Regions from separate parts of the Rattus norvegicus genome. Here region 2 is linked to region 1. A link is a contact called in public Hi-C data. All regions are on one chromosome and are shown on one strand. The core of a region is the stretch at or near the end of the contact, and the rest is flanking DNA. Distances in the headings are between cores, read along the strand shown. Region 1 has its middle 48 kb from the start of Kif5c. Region 2 overlaps Kif5c (kinesin family member 5C).

The links. Hi-C and Micro-C count contacts between places; a contact is called where the count stands out from the background.
Region 2: a contact with region 1 is called in a Hi-C map of frontal cortex, with 2.3 times the contacts expected there. The contact joins two enhancer-like sites. A contact is called at or near these places in 2 of 12 Hi-C or Micro-C datasets (frontal cortex and mammary epithelial cells).

The regions. Positions count from the first base shown.
Region 1 is chr3:54,390,174-54,396,947 of GRCr8, forward strand. No RefSeq gene overlaps it. Among named protein-coding and RNA genes, the nearest start is that of Kif5c, 48 kb to the right of the region's middle. Within about 2 kb of position 1,893, at least 7 of the 93 cell types and tissues checked have an H3K27ac peak or open chromatin away from gene starts, as enhancers often do.
Region 2 is chr3:54,534,020-54,540,233 of GRCr8, forward strand. It overlaps Kif5c (kinesin family member 5C), which reads left to right. Exons shown (of 26, transcript NM_001107730.1): 12 at 5,319-5,491. Among named protein-coding and RNA genes, the nearest start is that of Lypd6b, 71 kb to the right of the region's middle. Within about 2 kb of position 2,397, at least 10 of the 93 cell types and tissues checked have an H3K27ac peak or open chromatin away from gene starts, as enhancers often do.

The DNA of each region.
Region 1 (6,774 bases), core at 643-3,142:
GACACTTCTCCTGGATCCTATCCTCAGATGGGCCCACAGACCCTGGTCAACAAGAAAACAGCCAACTCTAAGACTGGACAAACATCCCCATATCCACTTTCCTAGGTTCCCTAGAGACATGGCGCCCCCAAAGCAAGCAGGAAGTAGTCAGAGATCACAGTGACCCTATTCCTGCTCCACTGTCGATTGCTTCTTCCTAATTTTTCTTTTTTAATTAGACCAAAACAGGAGAATATTAGCATTCTGTCTAAGCTCTACCCCACAGTTACCTGGCAACAGCCAGAAAGGCCTGCCTCACTATAAAAGGGGTCTGCTTGCCCCCTCCTCCCTCTCTTGCCTCTTGCTCTCTCTCTCTCTCTCTCTCTCTCTCTCTCTCTCTCTCTCTCTCGTTCTCTTGCTCTCTTGCTCCTCTCTTGCTCTTGCCTTCCTGTCCCCACTCCCCCTCCATTCTCTCCCCCCCTCCCTCCATATGCTCATGGGCCAGCCTCTGCTTCTCTACTTCTCTACTCTCTCTCTCTCTCTCTCTCTCTCTCTCTCTCTCTCACACACACACACACACACACACACACACACACACACACACACACACTCTCTCTCTCTCTCTGCCTCTACTACCCTCTTGACTCCCCTCCCCATGCCCTGAATAAACTCTATTCTCTACTATGCAGTCATCATGGCTGGTCCCTCAGGGGAAAGAGACACCTCAGCATGGGCCCTCAGAGGCACCCCCTTCCCCCACACCTCACCACACCTCCATAGAACATATCCCCCCCTCTTCATCTTTTTATAAACACATCAATCTTGACTTAAGTTTGTTATATCATATACATCTAGAAATCCATTCATTTTTCTTTTCATATTTGTGTGTGTGTGTGTGTGTGTGTGTGTGTGTGTGTGTGTGTGTGTGTACATACACGGGTTGCACACACAATGGTGTGGGTTTGGAGCTGAGAGGACAGTTCGTGAGAGTTGGTCTATTGGTGGGAATATGGTATTGAGTTACTCTCTATAACTGTGACTATATGTCTAATACTTATTTGTCTCTTGAAGTCTGCTGCACCTGGGTTCAGCATACAGAAATTTAGAATTGTAATGTGTTCCTGATGGCTTGTTCCCTTAGGGTGAATGACCTTCTCTGTGTCTTGTGACTTTGCGTTAGGGTCTATTTCAACATCTTTATCCTGAGGTTTCAACGCATTTATCTTTAACTCAGGGCTGTGCTCCAAATGCCACTCTCCTATTTTATTTCCTTGATGTTCTGGTCTCTTATCGTTTACTCCTTGCAGATCCCCCTCTTCAGAGAAGCCCTGCTGTTTGTTTTATCTCTGTGTCTGTGAGAGAAGGTTGGCGTGTTGGGAGGTGGCTTCTCTGGAGTTGTCCTAGATGTAGTAAGAAGCTGAAACACACACATATATATTTATTATAGGTAGAGAATAAAATAAGTGTGTTTGGGAGAAGGAAAGTTTTTTCTTAGATGTACATTTGAAACCCGGAGGAAGCCCACCCCCTAGAATAGGGAGTAAGTGGGAACTTGCCCTCTGGGCATCCTCCCCAGGGAGCATGGGACCTTATTTTCTGTCCCAGTCCTTACTATGAGTGTTAGGAATGGTGTGACTATTTTATTTGTGAGATCGATGGTCCTTTTATCTCTCTCCTGGAGCCTCATCTTGGTAGGACTTGTTCTCTGTTGCATCTCGGGCACCTGGCCCAGGACTAATTATTGAGATGCTTTTTGAATAAGTGAGTAAAAGAGAAGCTATAGTGCTATTAAGTAAGCAGAGAAGACTTCCTGCTTCCCTTCCATTGTCATTTTAACTGAAAATACAGTGGCCACCAAACTAAAATAGTGTCTGCTGAACAGGCCGACCCCTGCGTCAGAACTTGCTTTTCCTGGGGAGGCCTTCCTGGAAGGTGGTGGCTGTCTTACGTACTCCTCAGTCATCGCCTGGCAGATGGTCGTGGGTGGAAAGTGGCAGAAAATAGGACTTACGACGTCCCGAAGTGGTTTTTCTGTGTGTATTTATATGAATAAGTACTCGTGTTCAAACGTGAGCGAATCCAGGAGCAGCCCGAGAGCAGCCCTGTGGCCATCCTGCTTGTTAGCCTTTTATCAGTGATCACTGTGAGACACGTGGCGGCGTCTTCTGTGTTCCCTTCTTCATGGCGTTGTTCAGGTGACTTGTCAGCAGTCAGCAGTCGTTCAGTGAACTGTCAGCTTTCCACTTCAGCTACTTTGGAAGGAGGCTCCTTGCAGCAATCGGAGCCACTTCTGATTGTGAAATATGGACTCTTGTTTCCAGAAGTTGATGTTCAATACCAGTGACCCAAAGGTAGCTTGGACTGAGCTAATCTGTCGTCTATAAACCGATGTGCTCTAGCTGTTTGAAGGAGGTGTTTTTCTGTTTACAAATGAGTGGAAAAAACCTTTCTCCAAGCTTCTGCCCTTTTCCATATGTCCTGGGGAATAAATGGCATAGGATTTTTTTTTTAGCTGAAAAAGAACTTCTTCAGATGATGTAATCTGCTCCTCAGCTGGGTGGCAGACAGGTGGAAGCTTGTCTGAATCAGAGCTGGGTGGCGCCCAGTCCATGCCAGGGCCACGTGCTTCACTTACAGGACAGTGCCACAGATCGCTCCAGCAGCTTTCGGCTCTTAGTCATAAAATCTGGAAGTGTCAGGTGACACTATTACTCATAGCACTGAGATGCTTCATCATATACATTGTATAGGTTAGAGCAGTGGTTCTCAACCATCCTAAGGCTGACACCCTTTAATACGGTTCCTCTTGTTGTGGTGCCCCCCCACACCCCCCAGCTATAAAATTATCTTTGTTGCTACTTTGTAACGATAATTTGCTACGTTATTTTGCTACTATAAATTTGCTATAGAACTGTAATATAAATATCTGTGTTTTCCGATGGTCCTAGGTGACCCCTGTAAAGGGTTGTTCCAACGGCAAAGGGGTCTCGACCCACAGGCTGAGAACCGCTGGGTTAGAGACTCTTCTTAAATGTCTTGCAATCAGTATATTTTTTAATTAATTAATTTATTTATTTAAATTTATATGAGTACACTGCAGCTGTCCTCAGAGACACTAGAAGAGGGCATCAGATCCCATTATAGATAGTTGTGAGCCACCATGTGGTTGCTGGGAATTGAACTCAAGACCTCTGGAAGAGCAGTCGTTGCTCTTAACCACTGAGCCATCTTTCCAGCCCCGCAATCAGTATTTTTAAGTGCTCATTTGCTATTAGGGTGATACTAAAGATTGTTCTGTCTAAGTAGATGCTCACCAAGTCACTAGGTTCATTTGTCAGGGTTTGAATTGGGATCTGGGGTCTCCCTATGTAGGCCAAGCTGGTCTCAGGCCTCAGCTCTTAGACCTCTGCCTCCCACGTACAGGAGTGGTAGACACGCTCTGCCACACAGGGCCAAGCTGCAATTTTTAAACAAATACAAAAATCAAGCCTAGAAATTTTTTTTTTTTGGTTCTTTTTTTTTTTCGGAGCTGGGGACTGAACCCAGGGCCTTGCGCTTCCTAGGTAAGCGCTCTACCACTGAGCTAAATCCCCAGCCCCTAGAAATTTTAATATATTCAATAACTTAGCTTAATTTTGTTGACTTGAAGGCCTTCTTTGCATTTATCTTTATTAGGTATATATTTCTAAGTAGCAAATTCACTAGAAAGAGGTAGGGGGGAAATCCAACTAATGACCTGAAAAAAATACTTACAAAATTCTAGATGCGATGGCCCAACTCAGGAAACTGAAGCAGGCAGGTCAACGTGAGTTCAAAGTCAGCTGGGGGCCACATAACTTACACACCAGTTCGAGGTACGGCGGTATGAGAGTCCTCTTGGATAAGAAACATCGAGGAAAGAAAACTTGATGAAGTGATCTCAGTGGAAATCAGGCCGACGTGGCCTGTTCCTTCCTGTGTTTGTGTATCATTTTATCCAGCAGTTATCCACTGTGGCCTGTGTTTAAATGCCTTGGGGCACTGTTAGAGGCCTGGCTCCTCTGGGAGTGTTGAATATGAGCCAGTGGAGAGAAAGCAATGGACACTAGCTGGCCTTAGGCTTGGTCTCCAACTCTGCTTCTGCCAAATGGAATGGTTGAGCCCTGAGGTGGCTCTCAACAGCCTTGTGAGAATGGACCTCAGGCCATTGTTTGTCAGCTGCATCTTCGTGAAGTTCCAGTGTGTACAACTCTGACTGTGGCAGCTCCCAGACAGGATTTGTGAGTTAGAGGACAACTGCAGTTTGGGGGGGACTGAACAGAGTAAGGGTGTTGTGTATACACTCCTCAGTAATATCTTTTTGTCTACAGGTCATGACCAACAGAATTGTTTCAAACTTTGGAATCTTTGTCAGTGTCTTAGTTAGGGTTTACTGCTGTGAACAGACACCATGACCAAGGCAACTCTTATAAGGATAACATTTCATGGAGGTGGGCTTACAGGTTCAGAGGTTCAACCCATTATCAAGGCGTCAACATGGCAGCATCCAGGCAGGCATGGTGCACGGGGAGCTAAGAGTTCTACATCTTCACCTGAAGGCTGCTAGCAGAATACTGGTTTCTAGACACCCACAATGACACACCTACTCCAACAAGGTCACACTTTCTAATAGTGCCACTCCCTGGGCCGAGCATATACAAACTGTCACGGTCAGTCTGAGAGGTAAGGCATGTTTCCTTCTGTAGGTTTAATTTCTCTGATTATGACAGAGATTCAGCATCTGTACTGGCTGGTTTTGTGTGTCTACTTGACACAAGCTGAAGTTATCACAGAGAAAGGAGCCTCGGTTGAGAAAAATGCCTCCATGAGAAACAGCTATAAGGCATTTTCTCAACTAGTGATCAAGGCGAGGGGGGGGGCACCCAGCCCACTGTGAGTGGTGCCGTCCCTGGACTGGTAGTCTTGCGTTCTGTAAGAAAGCAAACTGAGCAAGCCAGGGGAAGCAAGCTAGTAAGAAACATCCTTCCATGGCTTCTGCATCAGCTCCTGCTTCCTGACCTGTGTGAGTTCCAGTCCTGACTTCCTTTTGTGATGAACAGCAATGTGGAAGTGTAAGCTGAATAAACCCTTTCCTCCCCAACTTGCTTCTTGGTCATGGTGTCTGTGCAGGACTAGGAACCCTGACTGAGACAGCCTCTTTTCACATTTACGGGACACTCTATGCCTCCTTACTTACTTACTGTACCCTTCACCTTTTACATGGCACACTGTTTTGTTGTTTTTTTTTTTCTTTTTCTTTTTTTCGGAGCTGGGGACTGAACCCAGGGCCTTGCGTTTGCTAGGCAAGCGCTCTACCACTGAGCTAAATCCCCAGCCCCGGCACACTGTTCTTAAGATGTGTATGTTGGGACAAGTCTCAGCACAGTTATCTTCTTTATGGCTATATATTATATGTGATATAATTTTTAGCAAATGTGTTGAGGGATATTTTAGATCATTTATTCCTCTAGCATAATGCTACTCTGTACATGTGGGTTTGTTTTGACTTTCTAGTTATGAGCAAGCCATAATACGTTGTTACCATTGATGTACAAGACTTCTAGTTTCCCCATGCCCTTGCAAAGATTTACTTTTTTTTTTAAATCATGACCATTATGGGTTTAATTTTGCATTTCCCTGATAAGTAATGAAATTTAATATACCTAATGTGCTTGTTGGCTATTTCTGTGCGTTCTTTGGAGAAAGTGCTGTTCAAGTCCTACGTCGTTTTAAAGGCTGTGTTCCTTACTTTTTTGGTTAAATTGTGGGAATCTTTTGTCTGCTTATTGAGACAAGATTTACTATGTAGCCTCAGTTGGCCTCAAATTTAAGGTCATCCTACCTCTGCTTCCTTAGTGCTGGGGTCACAGGCTCTGATGGAAAGTTTCACGTCAGTTTGACACAAGCTAAAGTCATGTGAGAGGAGGGAACCTCAGTTAAGAAAATGCCTCCATAAGATCTGACTAAAGGTAGACCAGTAGGGGATATTCTTAATTAGTGATTTATTGGGGAGGGCTCAGCCTATTGTGGGTGAGGCCATTCCTGGACGGTGGTCCTGGGTTTTATAAGGAAGCTGGCCTAGCCAGGAACAGTGGACGTTCATGTGCTGTTATCCCAGCACTAGGGAGGCTTCTGCAGTCCCAACTCATTCGAGGCCAGTCTGGTCTACAGAGTGAATTCCAGGACAGCCAAGCTTACATAGAAAAACCCTGTCTCCAAAAATGAAAAGAAGAGAAGAGAAAAGAAAAGAGGAGAGGGACAGACAGACAGACTATGGCCTCTGTATCAGCTCTTGCCTCCAGGTTCCTGTCTGGTTTGAGTTGCTGTCCTGACTGCCTTGGATGATGAACAGTGACATGGTGGTATAAGTCAGATAAACCCTTTCCTCCCCAACATGATTTTTGGTCATGGTATTTCACCAAAGCGCTAGTAAACCTGGGTAAGACACAGGCCTCTGCCCCGACACTGGGCTCTGGGCTCTGTGACGACCCATCCCACAATGCATGCTAGATTCTCATGGGTGACATGATCTGTGAAGGTCTCCTCTCTGCACCTTGCATTTTCACTTTCCTTGAGACTATCAATGCAAAAGTCTTCAATTTCGAAGTTTAGCTTATTATCATTGTTGTTGCTTGTGCATTTGGGTCTCATTATCTAAGAATACACTATCAAAGCCAAGGGCACGAAGATTTTATCCTATGGCTTTTAGTCAGATTTTTGTGGTCATCGGCTCTCTGCTTATTGATCCGTGTGGGTGAGTTTTGCTTAAAGTGTGAG
Region 2 (6,214 bases), core at 1,147-3,646, 140 kb after region 1:
TTCTAGAGGCAGAAGTGGGAAGATTGCAACTTAAAGGTAACCTGGGCCACAAAGAGACCCTGGCTCAAAAGGAGTCACAAAAGAGGAGATAAAACTGTTCTTCTTCTAGTTTCAACTCTGAATATGATGCTGATTATGATTATTATTATAGCATGGATACGTGAATAAAAATGTAATTTCTAAGAAAAAGAAAAAGGAGAAATGAAACCAAAAAAGAAAACCAAGTTTAAAAGTTAAAAAACATTTTTTAGTTTTGCGATTATAATTCTGTTACATCATTTCTTCCTTCTCTTCCTCCCTTCAAGCCCCCGCATATCCCCTACCTGCTCTCCTTCAAATTCATGGCTGCTTTGTGTACTAAATATCACTGCCAAACTGACATTTTTTTAAATGACGTGTGTGTGTGTGTGTGTGTGTGTGTTTGTGTGTGTGTTTGTGTGTGTGTTTGTGTGAGAGTGTGTGTTTGTGTGATAGTGTGTGTGTTTGTGAGTGTGTGTTTGTTTGTATGTGTGTGTGTTTGTGTGTATGTGTGTGTGTGTGTGTGTGTACATGCCACACTTTACTTGTGAGTGTCAGAGGACAACTTTCATGAGTTAACTCTTTTCTTCTGTCCCAGAGACTGAACTTGGGTGATGAGTCTTGGGCAGCAGGCAGCTTTACCTGCTAAGCCATATTGTTGGGTCCTAAACCAAAATTTTTACGGGGGTTCATGTCAGGAAAGAACAAAAACCAAAAATGCAGGTGTCTGGGTAGCAGGGCAAAGGGGGTTTGGTGTGTCTGCTGCGTCTCTCCTGTTGAACAACTAGGTATACAATAAGTGTAGTAGGTTTCGATTGGTGTTGTCTGGGGAAATCGTGCTAGTAAATGCTTTCTTTTGTTTGGGTTTCTTGAGACAGGATTTTGCTGTGTTGCCCAGGCTAGCTTTGACCTTTGATCCTTCTGCCTCAGCTTGCTCAGTTCTGGAACTTCAGGAGGGGGACCACTATGCCTGTTGAGATTTACTCTTTCAGCATTAAGTCTGTGGGAGGTGCTGCCATCTGCTCTTAGCTGCACAGGCGTGAGCTCACACTCACAGGAGTTAGCATTTCAGTCAAGAGGTCTAATTTGCTGTGTTCTTTCTCCCTTTGAGAGTGCACCTAAGCTAATAGAAATACTGACTGCTCACCAAACCACGTGTCCTATTCAAAAGGTCATGAATGTAAAGAAGGCCACAGGATCTGGTTAGCCTGTGCATTAGAAAAATTGCTTTAGACAGGATTAGGGGGTGCAGAGGCTGCTTACAGTATTTTTAGGAACGAGGGTGAAGGATGCTATTTGTATGCAAAGCAGTCTCATAAAGGAATGATTTTTTTTTTAAACTTCACATTTATGTAATGACATCTTGTCGCCAGCTGTTCCTGCCCATCTGGCAACTTAAGGATCTCCTTTTAGTGTCTTCGATACACAAATTGCTTACCATTAGGTTTGCCACTGGGCCTGTTTAATTGGTATTAAAACAAAACACCTCGTTTGCCAGATCTACAGTGGTTTCTGGTGGAAGCTGTGAGTGACCTGCAAATCCCTGCCCTGGAGTGGCTGAGAAAATGCAATTACCTCTCTGTGTTCTCCAGAGGCTTCGGGGACTCAACTTAGGGAAAGAATTACTAGCTTGTTGCTATTTCATGTGTGAAATTTTAATGATTTCCTGGCAGTCTAATAGCATCGCTAAAGAAAAAAAAAGATCCAAATAAATCCATTAAATCCATTTTAGAATTTTTAACTAATAGACCTAATGAGGGTTTTTTTGTTCTTTTTTTTTTTTTTTTGGTAGTCTGCCATCCTCATCTATTGAAATTGGTAGTTTCCCCCCTCCCCTTTTTCAGAAATGTTATTTATGATCTCTGGGGGTTTTCGTTTTATAATTAGAAGGTTCTGCAAGCCCTATAGGTATGCTCCAAAAGAATGCTCCTGTGTAAACACAGATCTTTTTAGTCCTTAGAGGTAATTACAGCTGACAATAGTAAATGCCAGAATGCTTATTTAAAGATGGGCGGCCTTTCAGCTTGGGGAACCTGACGTTTTCCAAGGTTGGAAGCTCTTCTGTAGGCAGCAGAAACAAGCCTCGTGGGCTGGACTCAAAGAAATCTGCTTTTAATAAAGCAGAGAGAAAATAAAACGCACTGCTAGTCTTCACTTGGTGGTCTCTCTTCCTCCCTGATTGATTGAGGGCATTATTCCTCCAGGGCTGGCTTGCAGCCCTCCTCTCTGTTACAATCAGTTATTCCATAATCATCTTGTGGAGCACGCTGCAGTGCAGGGAATATTCTCGATTAACACGGCGAGATTGCCATGGAGACAGATTGCCTGGTGTCAGCTCTTGCACGGTGTTCGGAATTTACAGTCCCTAGACATCGTTGTGAGCTGGGCAGTATAGTTACCAGGGTGTCGTCTGGAAGTCATTCCCCTGTCCTTTGAAGGGCAGTGGTGTTTGGAAACCCTCTGGTTCCTTCCTGGGCAGGGGCTGTGCTGCTGCTGCTTCTGCATGTGGCTGCTTTGTTCAGCTCCATCTGAATGGCTGTTGCAAAAAAAAAATAATTATAATCCTGCCCACCTGACCTTTAGAATATGAACTGGCGAGAGCTTGCTGTTTACATGTAGCTTTGTGGGAGACGTGTTGACGCTTTGATTCAAAGAAGTGCTCACGGGAACCCAGAAAGGCTGCTGCGGGTTTCAAACACTGTTTTCATGACGATACACAATAACCCTGTAAAGGACTTGCATAACTGTTTGGTGTTTTACTTTTTAAAAGACCACTTGGGCACAAAGGTGTTTTGAATATGCTAGAAAAATTGGACTGCCAAGCGTGTGCCGTTGCCCCACTCCTTGGGAAGCAGAGGTAGCCTTCAGGCTGTGATGCTGGCCGTGCTCCTGACATCTACCATCTTCCTGCGTCTTCAGAACAGTTCTGTGATGAAAGCAGCTTCGCTTCCTCCTCTTCACAGAAAGGGACTGAAGAGGCTAAGCGGGCTGCATGCCTGTGATTAATTAGACCCGTGGAAATGTGCAGCGTGGCCTCAAGATCCCATTGGGCACTGGGAATGTTTATGAGAGTCTATTGATCATTTTCAAGGGGACCATAGCGGCAGTGGCAGCTTTCTGGACCTCTGTATCCTGGGGCATCACCTACCCCTCGGTAATGCCATTTTCAGAAGAAGACAGCTTTAGGAAATCTGATCTGTGACTTGGTTTGAGCAGATCACTTGTAGGTCACAGGAGTTAATCCCTGGCCTCTGCCTGCCCAGATGAATTTGGGGGTTGGGGGATCCTTAGTTCATCTAGCCCTCAGATATCATTGCCTGCCCAGCCATTTGGAACCAAAGCTCTCGGGGAACACATCTCTTCCAAATGTCCCGGATCTTATCTCTTTCTCTGCAGTGAGTGTCTGTGGATAATATGGTCATGCTTGGAGGATTTCTGGGTCAGGCCAGTACAGTTAAGAATTTCACCTTCAGCATGTTGAAACAGGAAGGTTAAATTAATAGTCAGTTGCTATGTTTCCCAAATTTTACAAACTATTCCTGAAAAACCCAAAATATAATCATATGCAGGACTTTTACAAATGCCAGAGTGTCGGTGTCAGATTCGTAAGAAGAACAGAATTAGAAAGGAAAAAGAGGTTCTAATAATGCTGTACATTTCCCGGGTTGTTTGAGGGCATATTCTAAATTATCCGTGTGGCTAGAAATTATGTCTGTATCTTCATCCATCCACTCACCCTCTCATCTGTTCACTCATCCATCTCGTCATCTGTCTTGCCGCTCTGATAGCCCATGGGTTTAACAGGCTGTAGAGAATATAGATTGTTTTATTGAATGAAATTCATTCCTCACGCTAACGTTGCTGACGAGTGCTTTGAACCAGCGATTTTTGCTGGGTGATAGACTGATTTGGTTCAGGTTCAGTTCAGAGGCCACCATGATCTGGTTTTATTTAGGTCAATAATTCCAGAGAAATGCTCACACATAGTGTGCAGTCCCTTTGAAAGGGGAACACAGGGAGGCTTAGTTTTACCTGCAGTGAAGTATGGATGACCGAGGGGTTGCTTCCCGTCACTGCTTTAGATGGAACAGATACAAAGGTGAAGTCATTGGTGTTAGCTTTACTTACACAGAAGCTGCACACAAGCCTTAAAGCCAGGGCATCCCGGTGTCTTGTGTACTGAGATAATGTGCACTGTGTTCAGCTGGGTTCCTTGAGGCATGAAATACACTGTTCACGAAAGAACAGTATATTTCTCAGCTCTTCTGTCCTTCCCCTGCTTATGGCTTAGGGGAGTTTTCTGGGAAAGTTTTGCAGGACAGATATTCTGAGCCGAGAAGCTGAGTGAGGCCTGAGGTTCCCTGATGCTCAGGGGCTGGAGTGAAGTTGCTGTTTGCACTGTGGTGGTGAAACGTCTTTGGTGTGGGTTTGCTTTCAAATATTCAAGCTGAAAGACGAAGTCAGGCTGTGCGGTGTCCATAGGATCTGTTTCTGTCTTTGCATCCTGATTTTCCTGTTGGGGCAGCCCTTGGCCAGCCTGAGATCCTCTTAGCATTGTCAGATTGAGGAGCCCTTCCTTTGACGGCCCTGCAGACCCTGCCTGGCAGGCTGAGAAGTGGTGTATAGATTCCAGATTGGCTGCCTTTTCTTTTCCTGGGGACTATCTGACATCACAAGAAATTATTCTACTTGAACTCTCCAGCAGAGCCAATTAATTCGGCTTCCTGGGGGAGAGTGTGGTGGTGGAGCTGTGATGGCGTGGGACTGATACAATCCTACGTCCAGGCTGCCCTGACTTCCACTGACTCTCAAGAGTCTGAGATTGGGAGGAGCGGAGTCCCACCGCGTTCTGGTTAAACAGTGGCGCTGTGTTCCTTGCTTTGGCTGTTTCTACTAATGACACAGTAACATAATTAATTGGTAATTAGGATGCCTCAGAGGTCTATTTCCCTTTGAATCGGTGACTAGAGAGAATATGAAACTTGTAAGCACTAGCGTGTTTCCACAAAAGGAAAAGTGTGTGCAGGAGCTCCCAGGCAGTGCTGGGGTTGGATCAGTTGGATCAGCTCTGTGACCAGTGCAGCCATTTGATTTCTGCCCTGCATTCTTGGGCTAACAGTGGTCAATTAGCTACACCTTTCTTCCCAAACAGAAAGAATGGACTTTAGCTCTCTGCACAAGGACTCTATTGTGTCTGCTGTGTCTTTGTCAGTGGGAGTGACTATTTTTAGTTTCCTTCCTGGAGGGCTGCATGCCTGATTTCTCTAGGCCTCAGCACCCTGCTTGCTGTGTTTTCCCAGGGGAAGCTGTGCCTGAGGATGAACAGATCAGTGCCAAGGACCAGAAGAACCTGGAGCCCTGCGACAACACACCCATCATAGACAACATCACACCTGTGGTTGACGGCATCTCTGCTGAGAAAGAGAAGTATGACGAGGAAATCACCAGTCTGTACCGACAGCTGGATGACAAGGTCTGTGCTTCAGAGCAGCAGCCCTGTCTCTGCGGGCCCCAAGCCTCCACTCTGCCCCAGTGAGCCAGTTAAAGAGATAAGCTATCTCCTAATGGTGAGGAGATAAGAAGAGTCAATAGGTGTTGCCACATCCAGGGGGAAGAATGTGGAAGGGGCTGCATGACCCTAACTCTATCCTTCAGGGCACAGACCTGGGGAGACATTGGAGTGGCAGGCAAGAGGTACACATAACGAAGCCCATCATCCTGTTCAATGTGTGTCGATTGTCTCAGTTTTGGATCTTGGATGCTTCCAAGAAATACTGCTTATATGGGCATGTCAGTTCCTAACTGCTGAGGGCTCCCATTCGAAGACTGCCCTCACCTGGTGATGACATATCTCCACGGCTCTGTTGCTTTGGAAGACTGCCCTCACCCGGTGATGACACGTCTCCACGGCTCTGTTGCTTTGGAACGAGGGCACTGCAGGTTTGGGTTAGTGACTGCGGACATTCAGGTGCCTTTGAGGGGGTCTGGGACAGGTCACTGATTGCAAAGTGCCTTAGTTACTCTCATCTGTGTACTGTCAGCCTCGAAAGGGGATGAGACAGGTTAGGGACCATGGATTTTTAGATAGGCACTCCCCGAGTGCTTAACGTGCTTCTCTGCAGAGTTAATCAGGTGACTGCACAAAGTAAAGAGAGATCCAAAATGAAGATAGAGGTATGGTTTCTATCCTGTTTCC